2 separate regions of the Mus musculus genome follow, and region 1 is linked to region 2. The links are chromatin contacts, called in public HiChIP or PLAC-seq maps. All regions are on one chromosome and are shown on one strand. The core of a region is the stretch at or near the end of the contact, and the rest is flanking DNA. Distances in the headings are between cores, read along the strand shown.

Evidence for each region. HiChIP or PLAC-seq counts read pairs in DNA pulled down with a chosen protein or histone mark.
Region 1: a contact with region 2 is called in an H3K27ac HiChIP or PLAC-seq map of embryonic stem cells, with 6 read pairs. The contact joins the enhancer-like site here to the promoter of Prokr1 in region 2. A contact is called at or near these places in 8 of 39 promoter capture datasets (the 3T3-L1 cell line, the C10 cell line, the HPC-7 cell line and 4 more), 5 of 484 Hi-C or Micro-C datasets (DN3 thymocytes, the HPC-7 cell line, embryonic fibroblasts and 2 more), 3 of 115 datasets of contacts at active chromatin or transcription factors (embryonic stem cells and extraembryonic endoderm stem cells) and 3 of 9 other capture datasets (adipose tissue, liver and pancreatic islet).

The regions. Positions count from the first base shown.
Region 1 is chr6:87,627,787-87,634,630 of GRCm38.p6, reverse strand. It overlaps Aplf (aprataxin and PNKP like factor), which reads left to right. Exons shown (of 10, transcript NM_001372332.1): 10 at 4,456-6,206. The coding sequence ends at 4,637. Among named protein-coding and RNA genes, the nearest start is that of Gm46964, 7.3 kb to the left of the region's middle. Within about 2 kb of position 5,455, at least 9 of the 459 cell types and tissues checked have an H3K27ac peak or open chromatin away from gene starts, as enhancers often do. A contact at or near this core is called in embryonic stem cells, where this site is marked.
Region 2 is chr6:87,588,798-87,596,681 of GRCm38.p6, reverse strand. It overlaps Prokr1 (prokineticin receptor 1), which reads left to right and starts at 5,939. Exons shown (of 3, transcript NM_021381.4): 1 at 5,939-6,081; 2 at 7,676-7,884. The coding sequence starts at 7,821.

The sequences.
Region 1 (6,844 bases), core at 4,206-6,705, 38 kb before region 2:
TCATATGTATGTAGATTAATTTCTTCAGTGTTGCGTAGCATCAGCGTTAAAGCAACCACACTAGGCCCTGGACATTTAACTTCTCATTTAGCCCTCTCAGCCCCCCAAAACACTGCGTTTTCCTACTTGTTGCAGCTAAGGGTCGCAGAGCTCATGCATTGTTCTGCTGCCCTGTGCCACATGTCTTCTGCATCAGCTGACATGAGGTCTTACCAGATTTTCACACATGTCAGACTGCTGGAGCTTTGACATAGATGGTGAATGCAAGAGAAAGAAGTGCCAGGAAAGTTTTGTCATGTACTTCGTCAGCCGTCTCATCTCACATCTGACTTTTGGCGTGGTTCTTCCAAGCCTCCTCCTATGTGGTATCGTCCCACTAGGCGGCGGCTGATGCTGCTATAAGAACCCAGCGATTATTGAGAATTACTTTAAACATTCATAAACTTATATAGTGGGGTGCGTATGTTGAAATGCCCCCATCCCCTAAGAAACTGAACCCCAAGAGATCTAGAAAGAAAGTTAAAAAGAACAACAAGGCTTATCTGAGATTTAAACTGCTGCTTAGATGGGAAGAACCGAAAGAGCATAGGAACACAGGCTGTCAGAGCCTGATGCAGTGGTGAGAAAGTGCAATATAAATTTATAAGCTACTTTTCTAAATGTGGAAACCTACTACCAGCTTGATACACTAAAACTAAACAAAATAAAACACCAAACTAGTGTTTTATTTTAAAGTTAAACATCAAAAATATTATATTGTGTAGTAAAATTTCCTTCTCTAGAAATATTGTACCAAATAATATTTATTGGAAAGAAAAAGGGAAATAAAAGCTGGAGAATTAAGCTATTAATCTGCTGAGAAGGATGTGTAGCAGCTATTTGGAAAGATTCTCCTGGGAACCACGCAGGGTTTTGTGCTAGGCGAGAGCTCTGCTGCTGAGCTGTGTCCCCAGCCCTAGAACTGTCATCCTCACATGACAGCTTCCCCTGAAGAATAGAGAAGGCCAACATGGCCACATCTAATCCTGTCTGGTGAGTAGTGGGTGGGGTGGAATGTATGGCTTATTACCTTTCTGAAAGGCATTTTCACCACTGTGTCAGGTAAGTGCTTTCCATCTGCTTGTAAAGACAAATGACAGGGAGTTCTGCACTGTCCTCATGCAGTCAGTCCGTCTTCACAGTTCACGTTGCTACGCTAATTGGTAGAGGTGTTGAAGAAGACTATTTTGGCTTTAAAATGAACATTTTAGAGTTACGGCTGATTTTTAAATTGACTTCCATTTGATAAGGTAACCTTCTGTCCTGGTTATTGTGAGCTTGATGCAAACTAGAGTCTGCAGGGAAGAAGAAACCACAATTGAGAAATTACCCAAATCAGACTGTCCTGGAGACATGTCTGTGGAGCATTTTCTTGATTGCTGGTTGATGTGACAGGATCTAGCCCACTGTGTGCAATAGCATCCCTAGCCATGTGGGTCTGGGCTGTGTAACAAAGCTGGCTGTGTGTAAACCAGAAAGCCAGCCAGGAAACAGCTTTCCTCCTGCATTCCTGCACACACACACACACACACACACACACACACACACCAGATAAATAACATTTAAAGCCATGTTAACACATGTCTAGCCAGGTCTGTGACCTAAGCACTCTGGAGACTGAAGCAGAAGAATCACAATTTTGAGGCCATCCTGGGCTACCCAGCAAAACTCTGTCTCCAAAGGGGGAAATGAAGTATTCATGGGGCAGTGTTAACAGAAAAGGCCTGGACTTCAGCAGTCATCTCCCTGATAATGCAGAGATGTTTCTTCATTCAGAAATCTGTAAAGCACTGGGCTTGGGAAATTTACCATCATCAGACTCTAGGCTTCCTATTACAGAGCATAAATAATATGAATGTAAAATGCAGAGAGAGAAAATAAGGTTCTTCTGATGACTAGGGCTCAGTGCCTCAGTGGAGCTGGAATAACGCCCTGTGGAGTTTTACAGTGATGAGTAGCGCATGTCTGAACACTTACATGATGTTATAAGCATGCTTGTAGCACTGACAGAGAAGAAAAGTCTGTGTAAGAAAATATAATAGCTGGGATACTGGGGCTGGAGGAAGGCACCCTTCCCATAACACAGTAAAAGCAGCACTCTGAGGTTTTGACATTAGAGCACAGGCCTGCAGCGTGGAGAAAACTAAGAGTTCAAAAGCCTCCTGGCCTTAGACTGTGCCAGGACCAACAACAGGTGTAGAACTGAACAAAGAGAAAACCACACCCATGACTTAGCACTCACAAAGCAGGGAAATGCAAGGTCAGGCCAGCCTGGGACTTTGCCATAGGAGAAAAAAGAGGAGGAGAGAGAGAGCAGAGAGGCATGCAGTGAGATCAGACCACAGGGATAAGCGCATGGAAACGACTTCAAGTCTTCCAGAGTGAGATACACAGCTGCTGGGGGCGTTCTAGGCTCTCGTTGGGAAGGTGGCTAGAGGGAACGGTTGCAGGCTCTAAGAGAGCATTATATCCAGGAAGACGATGATGCTGTTGAGTTAGGGCAGAGTGGGTAATAGAAGCAGAGGTGACACATGAGAGGCAGAGCCCACCGGAGTATTCCAGATAGTAGAGTCCGTTTTCAGGGACAGAGAGAATCAAAATGACTCTAGCTAACAGGTTGGAGAGTACAGGAGTTGTGTATCCAGGCCCGTGGACAAGATAAGTAGGTTTGAGGGAGGGAACTCGAGAGTTGTGTCCTGGGAGCGATAGTTTCCATAGCCTCTAAGTCACCTGAGTGGATATGGTATTCAGGAAGCCATATGATGGAGTCCAGAATGGTGGCATTTAGTCAGGGCTTAGACATACACAGGAAGAGTTAGGAAATAATATTAAATAGAATCATTAATAAATTAATTCGAGACAGGGCCCCAGCTTGAAACATAGGTGGTCTAAAATGAGAACACGGAGGTGAGAGCACCCAGCAGAGGCAGACTAGGTGTCTGGGTTCTGCTTTAAGGCCTGTTTTTCTTGTGGATCCTTAAGACGTTTTCTAGATCTGAAAGACACCGGCTCATTGAGGTAGCGATAGCATATTAAGTGCTAGTGCACAGTAAATGCTTGCTTGTGTTCGTGTCTAACGAGCATACGAGAGACCTCCAAGAGGAGCATGCGCGAGGGTGGAGACTGGCTTTCCTTGCTTACTCCGCTCCTCAGTTTCAAGCTGCTTTGACATCTAAGCTATTTTGTGAATGCATTTGCCATAAGAAAATGAGGATGGGTTAAGATTAGCTGAACAGGAAACATTTTCCAAGCTGTTCAGTAGGAGATGCGTCTCCAGGTACGTGGGCCACAGTGTCTCCCTTGGGAAGGGGTGCGCGCTTCCTCTGTATGAGAACTGTGTGTATTACTATGTAATCCTTTTAGCTTTGGCTGCTGAGAAATTTAAACTATTTGTGCTCAATGTATAATAAGTATTTTAAAATTGAGTTGATATTTATATGTTCTGCTTTTTCTATTATTAGCTGTTATTTTTATTTGCATTATATTATTACATTATCATTAATATAAGCTACCTGAAACCCGTTCTGAAATGAGCTGTGATATTGAGAGAAGTGTAAACATACTGGGCTGTAGCAGTAAAAGGGTGGACATATTACTCGGGCATTCATTTAAGCTATAGCGCTACATCACATGCGGATATTACAAACACAACAAAACTCTGCACAAAAGTGCAGGTGTTAATACTTTAAAAAAACTAGCTAAAACATTTAAAATAATGTTTTTAAAACATCAGAGAGATTATAGAGTAGTAAAGGATTTGCAGGCAATAGAGAAGTTGAGCATCTAGAACAGCAGAGAAGCCCTAAGCCATCTTCCCCACAAACTGTGAAGTACTCTGCGTGGACAGATCAGTCAGGGTCGGGAAGAGTCAGAAAGAACAGAGGTGGGGGATCTGGCAGGAAGTCTTTTCCTACAGCCGTTTGGGGTCCAAGATCAGATTAAAGTTAGACGGGACCTGGAACAACCTGGAGAGACTCCAGGCCTGCTGGGACTTTCCAGACTTGATGACTTGATGGCCTGCAGCTGGGGATCGCCCCTGCCGCTGAGATTTCCAGAGAAGCTTCCAGGTTGGTTCTTAAACTCCGTTTCCAAGCATCTGCTTACAGGTGGCACTTGCTGTGGCCAAGCCAGTGGGGACGGGAGAATGACCCTCTCAGGAGGGACTGAGAGGACCTCATTGTGGAGAGTTAGGACAATAAGAAACAAGTGATCACTTTCTTGTCTGTTCTAAAACTTACAGTAGTAAGGTATATATTAATAAACTTACAGTAGTAAGGTATATATTAATAAATTTACAGTAGTAAGGTATATATTAATAAAGTCTTGCTGAAGGTAGACATTCTAATAGAGACATCCCTAACCCAGGCTGAGTAGTGACTGCTGTGGTTTGTCAATATTCTGTTTTTTTTTTTTTAGCCAGAGTTGCTCTGGATGAAGATGACGATGATGTCGGGCAACCCAGTGACGATGAGGACGAGGAAGACTATGAGCCGACAGATGAAGATTCTGATTGGCACCCAGGAAAGGACGATGAGGAGCAGGAAGATGTGGATGAGCTTTTGAAAGAAGCAAAAAGGTTTATGAGAAGGAAAAAGTAGCGTTTCTGCAATGACTCACATTTGCTTTTTTTCTCTGTGGGAAACATACTCATTTTTTTTTTCTTTTAATAGTTCTTTGCACTTGAAACATTGAAACACCAGCCTTCAGTGAAATAGGTGGATGTATGCTATTGCCTATTTTGGTGCCTATTTAATGTATCCATCAGTGAAAGCAGGTAAAGAGGTTGGGCAGTCTGATATTTTCTAAATACTTTACATACTGCGAATAAAAAGCCATAGGTTGTACAAACCTTTGATCTTCTGCCCTGAGGTCTTTATAGAGCTCCCTGCAAGCTTAGCCAGGTGATTACAGAAAAGTGGAAGAGCACAACCCCACACTGCTGTTGAAAGAGGCCCCACAAAGCTAGACTTGAACAAATGACAGCCAGCAGTGTGCCACGTCTCTAATATATTAGATGTGGCTTTGTGATTTCATTTACGGCTTTTGTCCTTTGAATCCTGGGAAGACTATTAACAAATAGGTGCTGAAAATGATCCTGTTAACCTATAGGGCAGCAGTACTCGCCTTGCAAGGAAATGGTTTTTGTGCATCCACAACTGCGTATGTATATCTGTGAGAGTATAAAGAAGACGACTGCGGAGCCCTTGTGTGGCTCTCACACCGCCCTGCACACACCATGCCCCGCCCACACCATGCCCCGCCCACACCATGCCCCGCCCACACCATGCCCCGCCCACACCATGCCCCGCCCACACCATGCCCCGCCCACACCATGCCCCGCCCACACCATGCCCCGCCCACACCATGCCCCGCCCGACTCCTTTGCTTGCTCTGTGCACCTTTACACTGAGGACACGAGAAGCTTCAAGCCACTGTCTTCTCAGAGGGTCACCTGAGAGGTGCGTTCTCTGCTGTGGATAGGGTTCTGGCCTCTGAAGAAGCCTCTGCTCCAAGGATGGAGCATGTCTGGTTTTAGGCCAGCTTCCCTCTGAGCAGTCTGCAGATTGGGGTACATCAGCTCGTGAAGCAGTGTGGGGAGCGGGTGTGGCGGCAGTCCCAAAGGCGCCAGGGACTGCAGCTAAGTCATATGACTTTCACCTGACTTCCTCATATAAGACACAAACATCTTGAGTGCTGCTTAGGTGTACCAGGATACAGGTGAATCCAATTTGGTGGAGATTTGCCCCTGCTGCCCTGATTAGCTGAAGCCTCGTGACTGGCGAGGGGGCGTGGCCTGCGGTGCATGGATGAGAGAGAGTATAAAAGGAGTGAGAGGCCCAGGGTTCGGGGGAGATATAAAAACAAGGGAGATATATAAACAAGGGAGATATAAACAAGGGAGATATAAACAAGAAGAAACAGGACTGAATAAACGTGTGCAGAAAGATCCTGTTGCAGCGTCGTTCTTCCTGGCCAGTTGGGCGCACGCAAGAAAGCAGTGAGCCAGAAGCTCCTTGTCATTCTTCACTCAAGAGGAAATAAAATGCACATCTTAGAACAAAAGGGGCCACATGCTTTCTTCGTATTTGTGAGTCTCTCCATGTAATTGCACAGGGTTAAATTTACTTAAACTGAAGAAAGACAGAATAAATATTTCTCTATTATCAGTTGCTGTGGCTTATTTGCAAACTTGTTTTCCCTTCCGTATCAGGTTCTTTAGAAGAGCAGAACTGATAGTATGTATGCTACAGGGATTTCTTAGATTGGCTGACGTGAGGAGGGCTGGGTAGTCCGTATGGCTTCACCCTGAAGAGGCAGAGCGCTAGCAGCTGCCCAGTGCATGAGGCTGAGAGAAGTCCTCAGCAGTCCAATCTGGTATGGCGGCCTAGCGGATTCAGGAGAGCCGCTGGTCCTTGTTGCACATTGGAAAGGCAAAGAAGTGAGATCGCATGTGCTGGCCTAGGATATCTATCGCACAGGGGCAGAAGTAGGGCTGCCGTGTTCACCAGCAGGCAGGGCAGGGCATGCATGTGGCAGAAGCAGCGCAGCCCTCCCGCTGCTTTAGATCTGCACGAACCTCTGGGTGGCAGCCCCCTCGGGGAGGGTCTCTTCCCATTTCCAAGTCCGTCCTTCAGGGAAACACCCTCACAGCCCTGCCCAGAGGCACAGGTTTTAGCTAACCCCAGGTCCAGTCAAGTGACAAAGCAAGATTAACACTCACACCTTCTATTGTGGAGGGGTTGGTGAACCTGTGAGTCCTTGACTTCTTCCCATCCTGCACTGACTCAATCTTTAAGGGGTCCTT
Region 2 (7,884 bases), core at 4,690-7,189:
AGAAAAAAAAAGAGACAGAGCCCAGGTCTGGTGGCACACACTTGTGACCCCAGCTCTCAGGAAGCAGAGACAGGTGGATCTCTGTGAGTTCAAGGCCAGTCTGGACTATACAGTGAGTTCCAGAACAGCCAGGGCTACATAGAGAGATCCTGTCTTAAAAAACTCAAATTGAAGTTCGAGGTAGTGGCAACACATACCTTTAATTCCAGCACTTGGGAGGCAGAGGCTGGTGGATCACTGTGAGTTCTAGGCCAGCCTTGTCTATAGAGCTAGTTCTAAGACAGCCAGGGCAACACAGAGAAACCTTGTCTCGAAAAACAACAAATAAAACAAACACAACAACAACAAACCCCAAACCTGAAACAGTGGGCTGCACACATTCACCATCATCATCATTTTGGGCTGGCCAGCCTGTAACATCAAACATCACCACCATCGTCGTCTAGGCTGGCCAGCCTGAAACATCAATCGTGTCTCACTGCTGTGCCGTTTCCCACCACACATCCTCAGATCTCACTTCATTTTGTGAAGTTAAAATTCTGCACCCACCGAGCAGTGGTGGCCCATGCCTTTAATCCCAACACTTGGGAGGCAGAGGCAGGTGGATTTCTGAGTTCCAGGCCAGCCTGGTCTACAGAAGGGAGTTCTAGGATAGCCAGGGCTACACAGAGAAACCCTGTCTAAAAAAAGATCTGCACCCATTAAGCAATAACACCCCATATTAGTCAGCTTTCTGTCACTGTGACAAATATCTGAGAAAATTAACTTTAAAGAGGAAAATTTTGTCATGGTTCACAATTTCACAAGCTTCAGCCAGCTATCAGCTGACTACTCTGGTTTTGGACCTGTGGTCAGGGGGGATTATGATGGCGGGGAGCTTGGGTTGAGAGGAGCTGCTCATTCACGACAGCTAGGAGACAGAGGGAAGAGGGGTGGGGTCCTCAAATCTACCTCAAGCACACCCCCAATAGCCTACCTTCTTATAAGCAGGCCACACCTCTTAAAGACCACACTTTTTCCCCATAGCAACACAGACTGCTGCCTAGCTTTTTCCAGGTTTTTTTGGGGGAGGGCAGGCATTTAATTTCCAGCCATAATGTACCCTGACTCCCCACTTCTCCAGGTTTCTGTCTCTACCCCTTTACTTCTCCTGTTGTGAGTCTGACTCTTGGTAGCTCATGTCGGTGGAATCCTATAGTGTTTATCTTTTGGGGTCTGGCTTATTTTACTTAGTATAGTGTGCTAATGGATGTAAGCTCACATCCATGCTAAGCATATGGCAGACTTCCCTGCCTTTTTAAGGATGAATACTATTCCATTGTGCATCTCTCTGTGTGTCTGTCTATACCACATTTTGTTCTTCATTCTTCCAGCCACGGGCACTTGGGTTGAAAAGTGGCACTGAGAAGTGGGAGGTGTTGCTATTGGATCCTGTGCTTTGTGGACCATTTGAAATGGTTTGTGAGAAGAATTTTTGAGACTTTGAACCCGTGAGCAAGAGAAGCTTTAGAGCAATGTAAATGGTTTACTTGGTTATTCTGGGGGGAGTTTGGAAGCCCAGCTTCCTAACAGAAATGTGAACAGTGGAGAACAAGGAGACTCTGAGGAGTGGGGCTATAGACTACTCACATTACATTTTATCCATACCCTGGGAACTTGCGTGAGGCTAAATTCATAAACAATGAGCTGATTTCTTTGGCAGCAGAATTTTGAAGACAACATAGCATTTGGGCTAAGGCCTGGTTACCCCTAACATAATTTGTTCAGAACTATAGTGTGTGTGTGTGTGTGTGTGTGTGTGTGTGTGTGTGAGTGAGAGAGAGAGAGAGAGAGAGAGAGAGAGAGAGAGAGAGAGAAACAGAGACAGAGACAGAGACAGAGACAGAGAGAGACAGAGTCAGAGACAGAGACAGAGACAGAGAGACAGAGAGAGAGAGCACAGAGATTAAAGTTACAGACAAAGAGGTGCAGTTAAAGTTTCTGCAATTGTTAAAGGAATTAGGATAGTTCTGGACTTTATGCTTGGATAATAGGGATTGCCTCAAGGACAAGACCCCACCCTTCAAGGCCTCAAACATGGGAAGATGTTAATTCATTTAAAAGAAGAGAGCCTGAACTGAAAAGGCCACCAAAGATTCCCAGTTTGGAAACAACTACCAGCCGTCTCAGGAAGTGCCTTCCCAGGATCGGCAGCTAATGTGCACAGAAACCACTGTAGCAGCTATACTAGGCGGTCACACGACATCTGGAACTGACAGCAGAACTTGGCTATGTCATCTCCTTGGGGCTGGTTTTACAGGCATGCAAAATTAAAGAACCACAGGGTCATGGGGGCTTCCATTCAAGCCTCAGAAACCACTGAGGCCCGGGCAACATGCAGCTGCATTGGATCTTCTGAGAGGCCACTGCATGAAGCTATGAATGGAAAGTTCAAGATATGATAGAGACCCCAGGATGTCTGAGGTACCGGGACCATGAAACATCACTGAGGAAAGCTTTGGAATGAAGTGGAACTAGATAGGCCAGGAGAGGCTGCACATGCTACAGATGGAAGGGCTAGAGGAGCAGGATTACTGGGTGTCAATTTGAATACTTATAAAATTAACTGAAAACCTAAGTCAGGGCTTTTAGCTAATTGGGTCACTTGAGCTAGGAAGACCCTCCTTAAATACGACCATTTGAGGTCAGAAAACCCACCCTAAACCTGGGCCACACCTTTTTGAGGCAATAGGACAGTCCAGAAGGCTGGATGTCTCAGCGAGTCTTCAGTATAAGCCAGAATCATAAAGAAGTATGCTGCAATGCCAGGAAACCCAGAGCAAGGGTGAAGAAGCAAGAGCAAAGTCTCCTTCCCTGTCTCCTGTAGCGGTCGTCTGTCCATAGACAGACATTATTGGATGAGCTGGACCACAGCCTAGAAAACACTCCAATACACCCCTCATATACGTATATGTGTGTATGATATATATTTATATGATATATACATTAAAGTATTTATATGGAAAGAGAGCCATTCTATTAGTTTTATTCCTCCAGAGAACCATGACTAATACAGATTGTGTGATAACAGGAGTGGGGTGAGTCTTCCCACCTCAAGTGATCTGGATTCAAGGTGGGTCTTCCTAGCTCAAACGATCCAATTAGCTAAAAGCCCCTCACAGTTGTGTCCAGAGACTTGGGTTTTTTGTTAATTCCTGATATAGCCAAGTTGACAACCAAGAATAGCCATCCCAGCTGTCTCTGCCCATTGGTAGCCACATGGTGATACACCAAGTCCCAGACGCCAGGTATGGAGATGCAAAGTTTGGTGTTTGCTCTGCCGGAGTTTCAGTATTGCTTTATCATTCTTTACTGTCCCTCTTTGGGAATGGATATGTTTACCCTATGCCGTTGTAAATTAGAGCTATACAACTTAAACAACAAAAACAGGAGCTCAGGAGCTCACACTAAAGGGATTGCCCAGGTCTTAGAAGAGACTGTTAGAGACTATGAGGACTTCTGAAGTTGGGGTGGTGAATACATTTTGTTTTATGAGATGGCCACGAACCTTTCCTCTTTTTTTTTTTTTTATTTATTTTTTCCTTTTGGTTTTTCGAGTCAGGGTTTCTCTGTGTAGTCCTGGCTGTCCTGGAACTCACTCTGTAGACCAGGCTGGCCTCGAACTCAAAAATCTGCCTGCCTCTGCCTCCCGAGTGCTGGGATTAAAGGTGTGCGCCACCACCACCTGGCAGCCATGAACCTTTGAGAACCAAGCATGGAGTATTGAAATTTTAAAGTGATATAATTGGGCATCAAGTTGGGTGGTCTTCTGCTGGTTACTCACTCTTGCTGTTATCCTGATGGAATTTAGAATTATCTAAGAGACAAACCTCTGGGCATGCCAATGAGGATGTTTTTAGGAAGGTTTAACTGAGGAAAGAAGACTAGTCCTGAATGTACACACCACCATTCCACAGGCTGAGGACTCCGAGGAGTGACTAGGAGAAACTAGCTGGGCACTAGTGTTTATCTCTGTCTGCTTCCTAACTGCAGATGCAGCTCAACTGGCCGCCCCACACTCCAGTGGCCACACCGTCCCTGCTATGGTGGATTGCATCCTTTTTTTTTCTTTTTCTTTTTCTTTTTTAGTGCTATTTGTTTTATTTTTTCTTTCTTTTTTAATTTATTTTTTATTAGATATTTTCTTTATGTACATTTCAAATGCTATCTCGAAAGTTCCCTATACCCTCCCTCCGCCCTGCTCCCCTTCCCACCCACTCCCACTTCTTGGCCCCGGCGTTCCCCTGTACTGGGGCATATAAAGTTTGCAAGTCCAATGGGCCTCTCTTCCCAGTGATGGCCAACTAGGCCATCTTCTGCTACATATGCAGCTAGAGACACAAGCTCTGGGAGTACTGGTTAGTTCATATTGTTGTTCCACCTATAGGGTTGCAGACCCCTTCAGCTCCTTGGGTGCTTTCTCTAGCTTCTCCATTGGGGGCCCTGTGTTCCATCTTATCGATGACTGTGAACATCCACTTCTGTATTTGCCAGGCACTGGCATAGCCTCATACGAGACAGCTATAACAGGGTCCCTTCAGCAAAATCTTTCTGGCATATGCAATAGTGTCTGGGTTTGGTGGCTGATTATGGGATGGATCCCCGGGTGGGGTAGTCTCTGGATAGTCCATCCTTTCGTCTTAGCTCCAAACTTTGTCGATGTAACTCCTTTCATGGGTATTTTGTTCCCTAATCTAAGGAGGAATGACGTATCCACTCATTGGTCTTCCCTCTTCTTGATTTTCTTGTGTTTTGATTGCATCCTTTCTTAACCTCACCCTTACTTTGACAAGCCGGTTTTGTCCAGTGTTGGTTACAGCAATGAGGAAAATAATTAATACACGTGGCTTCAGGGCTGCCCACACTGTAACAGAATTTGCAAACATCTCTTTGAGGCCCTGTATTTATTTGATTTTTTTGAGACCCTGTATTTATTTGATTTTTTTGAGACCCTGTATTTATTTGATTTTAAGGAATTACCTGGAGTGGAGATGCTGGGTGGTAGGGAAAGCCTTTTTTTTTTTTTTTTTTTTTTCTTTTGAGGAAGCATTGTACTATTTCCCACAGCTGCCACGCCATTTTACACCTCTGCCACTGCACACGAGAGTTATACCTGTTACAGTTCACACACATTGAAGGCTTAGTAAACTGCGAAGATATGCACACACTCCTTTGTTTTCTTTGTATCAGTTGATTGACATTGTGTTGCTTCTGCCCTTTGATGACAGTGACTAGAGCTGCTGTGGGGATCGGTGTACACATACCTAAATTCCTGCTTTCAATTTTTTTTCCAGTCGTGTATTTTAGATGGGATTGCTGGCTGCATGGTGATTCCTATTTAACACTTGGAAACCTGGTCATGCTGCTGAGCAGACATGGCATAGAGGCTTCCTTCCTGAATCCATTCTCCAGAAATCCCTAAGAGCTTACCACAGAGGCCAGGCAGCAGACAATGCTCTCAGCTGAGGGCTGCAGAGATAAGCCCAGGGGTGAGGTCTGAGCGCTCCCAGCCAGGGAGAACAGCAGGGGAAGGGATTCTCTGTCCTTTGAAGGCGCCAAGCTCCCGTGACCAGTCCGCCCACTCGGGCGGCAATGGGCCAGTGAACTCGAGGTGCCAGGGGCTCAAGAAAGGCAGAGCCTGGTCACACCATGCAGGGTCGCCTTAGAGTTGGTGCTCAGGCGACACACGGAGCCACACATTCTGCATCCTGACACTTCAGCATCCTCAGTTCCACTCGACTTAGGGACCTGTCCCCAGAGTGAGGGATAGAGAGTGAAAGATGGGAACAGAAGGGAGAGGAAAGTGGAGAGACAGCAGGAGGGAGATCACTGAATATGGGCGGGAACATCGGGGCGGGGCGGAGACAGCGTGCTGTGGGCGGGGCTGGCTGGCCTTAGCCTCTGCTCAGTGTGTCCGTCCGCCGAAGTAGTAGGAGGCCAGCTGCCACTCGAGCACGGAAAGACCCTCAGAAGACAGAGGTGCTCCTAGCCCTTGCTGCAGAGCTCCGGAGGAGCGTCTGAGATCCTCGCTCTGGTTCGCAGGTACCGACAGCCCCGGAGACGCTCTGAGAACCACGTGTAGAGGGTGGACGGAGCCTAGACTGCCCGCTCACAGCCTTAGGTGAATGAAGAGGGTCCTTGGGGACTGCAGCCCCAGCAGCAGAGGACATAAGGTAGTGGGCTGCTCCCCAGGGCGAGAACAATTCCAGGAAAGACCAGGGGACAAGTCCTCCAACCGTCTCTCTCTCCTAGGCGATTCTGGACCGTTTCTTTAAATCCTAACTTTGAGCCGAGCTGGCAGCATGCTTGTAGAGGTACCCCTCAGAAGGGATGAGCCTGGGCTCCGGGCAGCGTCTGCTGGCCTCTCAGCTCTGCCTTCTGCCTCTTATCTAATGGGAGCAGAGCTGGGGGGGGGGGGGGGGGCTGAGCTGACCAGGAGAGAAGGGCAAAGCCTACGAAAGAACTGTGAGAGGGCTCAGGTGGGACGAACCTCCTGGGGTGCGGAGGGACTTCAGCCCTGCCCCCTTATCACTGGGCAGCAGGCTTTTGGGGCAAATCTTGGGGACAACTTACTTCCTCCCTTTCCCAGGATCTCAGATTGAGCAATTTTATTTCCTTCTGACATTTAGGGTGTACTCCAGACCCCGATCTTCTCCCATATCCAGTTCCCTGGCCTGATGCCTTGGGAGAGGTGTAAGGAAAAGTCAGGAGGGAGATTCACTACTGACAGACCCTCTCTCCCCATCCCTGCCCTGCGGGATGCTGGTCTTTAGTCCAGGATTCCCTCCCTTCCTTGCAGCTGGCCTGGAGGCCTGAGCACTGACTTGGGTGGTTCTGGGGCATAGCACTCACTGCCTCTCCAACAGCTCTGATCTTTACAGACAGTATCGATCTGCCTGGAGGATGTTAAAACCCTGCGTGTTTAAACTGAAAACCGTGCGTGTTTAAGCTGTTAACCTGAGGACACACCTCTCACCAAGGGGTTTTGCTCTCAGGTTTCCCTTCTAGCCCTCTGGGTTAAGTGACAGCTTGTGACTGTGACCTTCGACTAGGACGAGCCTTGGCACATAGTGTGCCAAGCTTGTAGAGCCACAGCAGGTTTTTGACAGGGACACAGGAAGCTTGCAGAAGCCTTCCAGTAGGAGGGCTCTGTAAACGGAGGCTCCAGGTTCGGTTCTCTGTGTTCAGGGCTCTGTGAATTTGCAGTTGTGCTATGCTGAGCCCCAAGACGAGTCCTTTCTTTCCAGCTGTGGGAAGCAGCTATTGCTACCTCAGAATGGGGCTGTCCACAAGGACAAAGTTCAGGTGTTCACACAGGGATTGGGGTTTAGGACAGGCCTCCTCTGCGTTCCACCGTCTCACCCTCGCAGCTTGAGGAAGAGCATAGCTTTTTGGTTTTCATTGGAGTGGAAATAAATGGAGCTGGAGCCTGTCTTCCCGGCCCTCCAGCCTTCCCCGGCTGAGTGGATATGTGGTTTGCATTCTCCTGGGTTCTCTCACTGGCCCTTTCTTCCACTCCATTATCTGTGTGTGCCGTGAGCAGGTGGCTAATGGGTCTGCATAGGTTTCAGGATGATTTTAAACTCATCCAAAGTTCCCTCCAACATGTAACCAATTGTGTGTATGTCTTTCGAAGGTTGAAAATGGAACTCAGATACCGGGTCCCGCAGATGCTGGCTGGAAAGATCTGACTCACCGAGGGAGAGCCAAGTGCTTGCAGAGAGGAGTCGTCAACCTTGCGGATGCCAGTGGGACTGCTCCAGGGGTGTGCACCTGCCTAGATGGAGACCACTGTCGGGGCTCTGGGTGAGAATACCACAGACACCTTCACCGACTTCTTTTCTG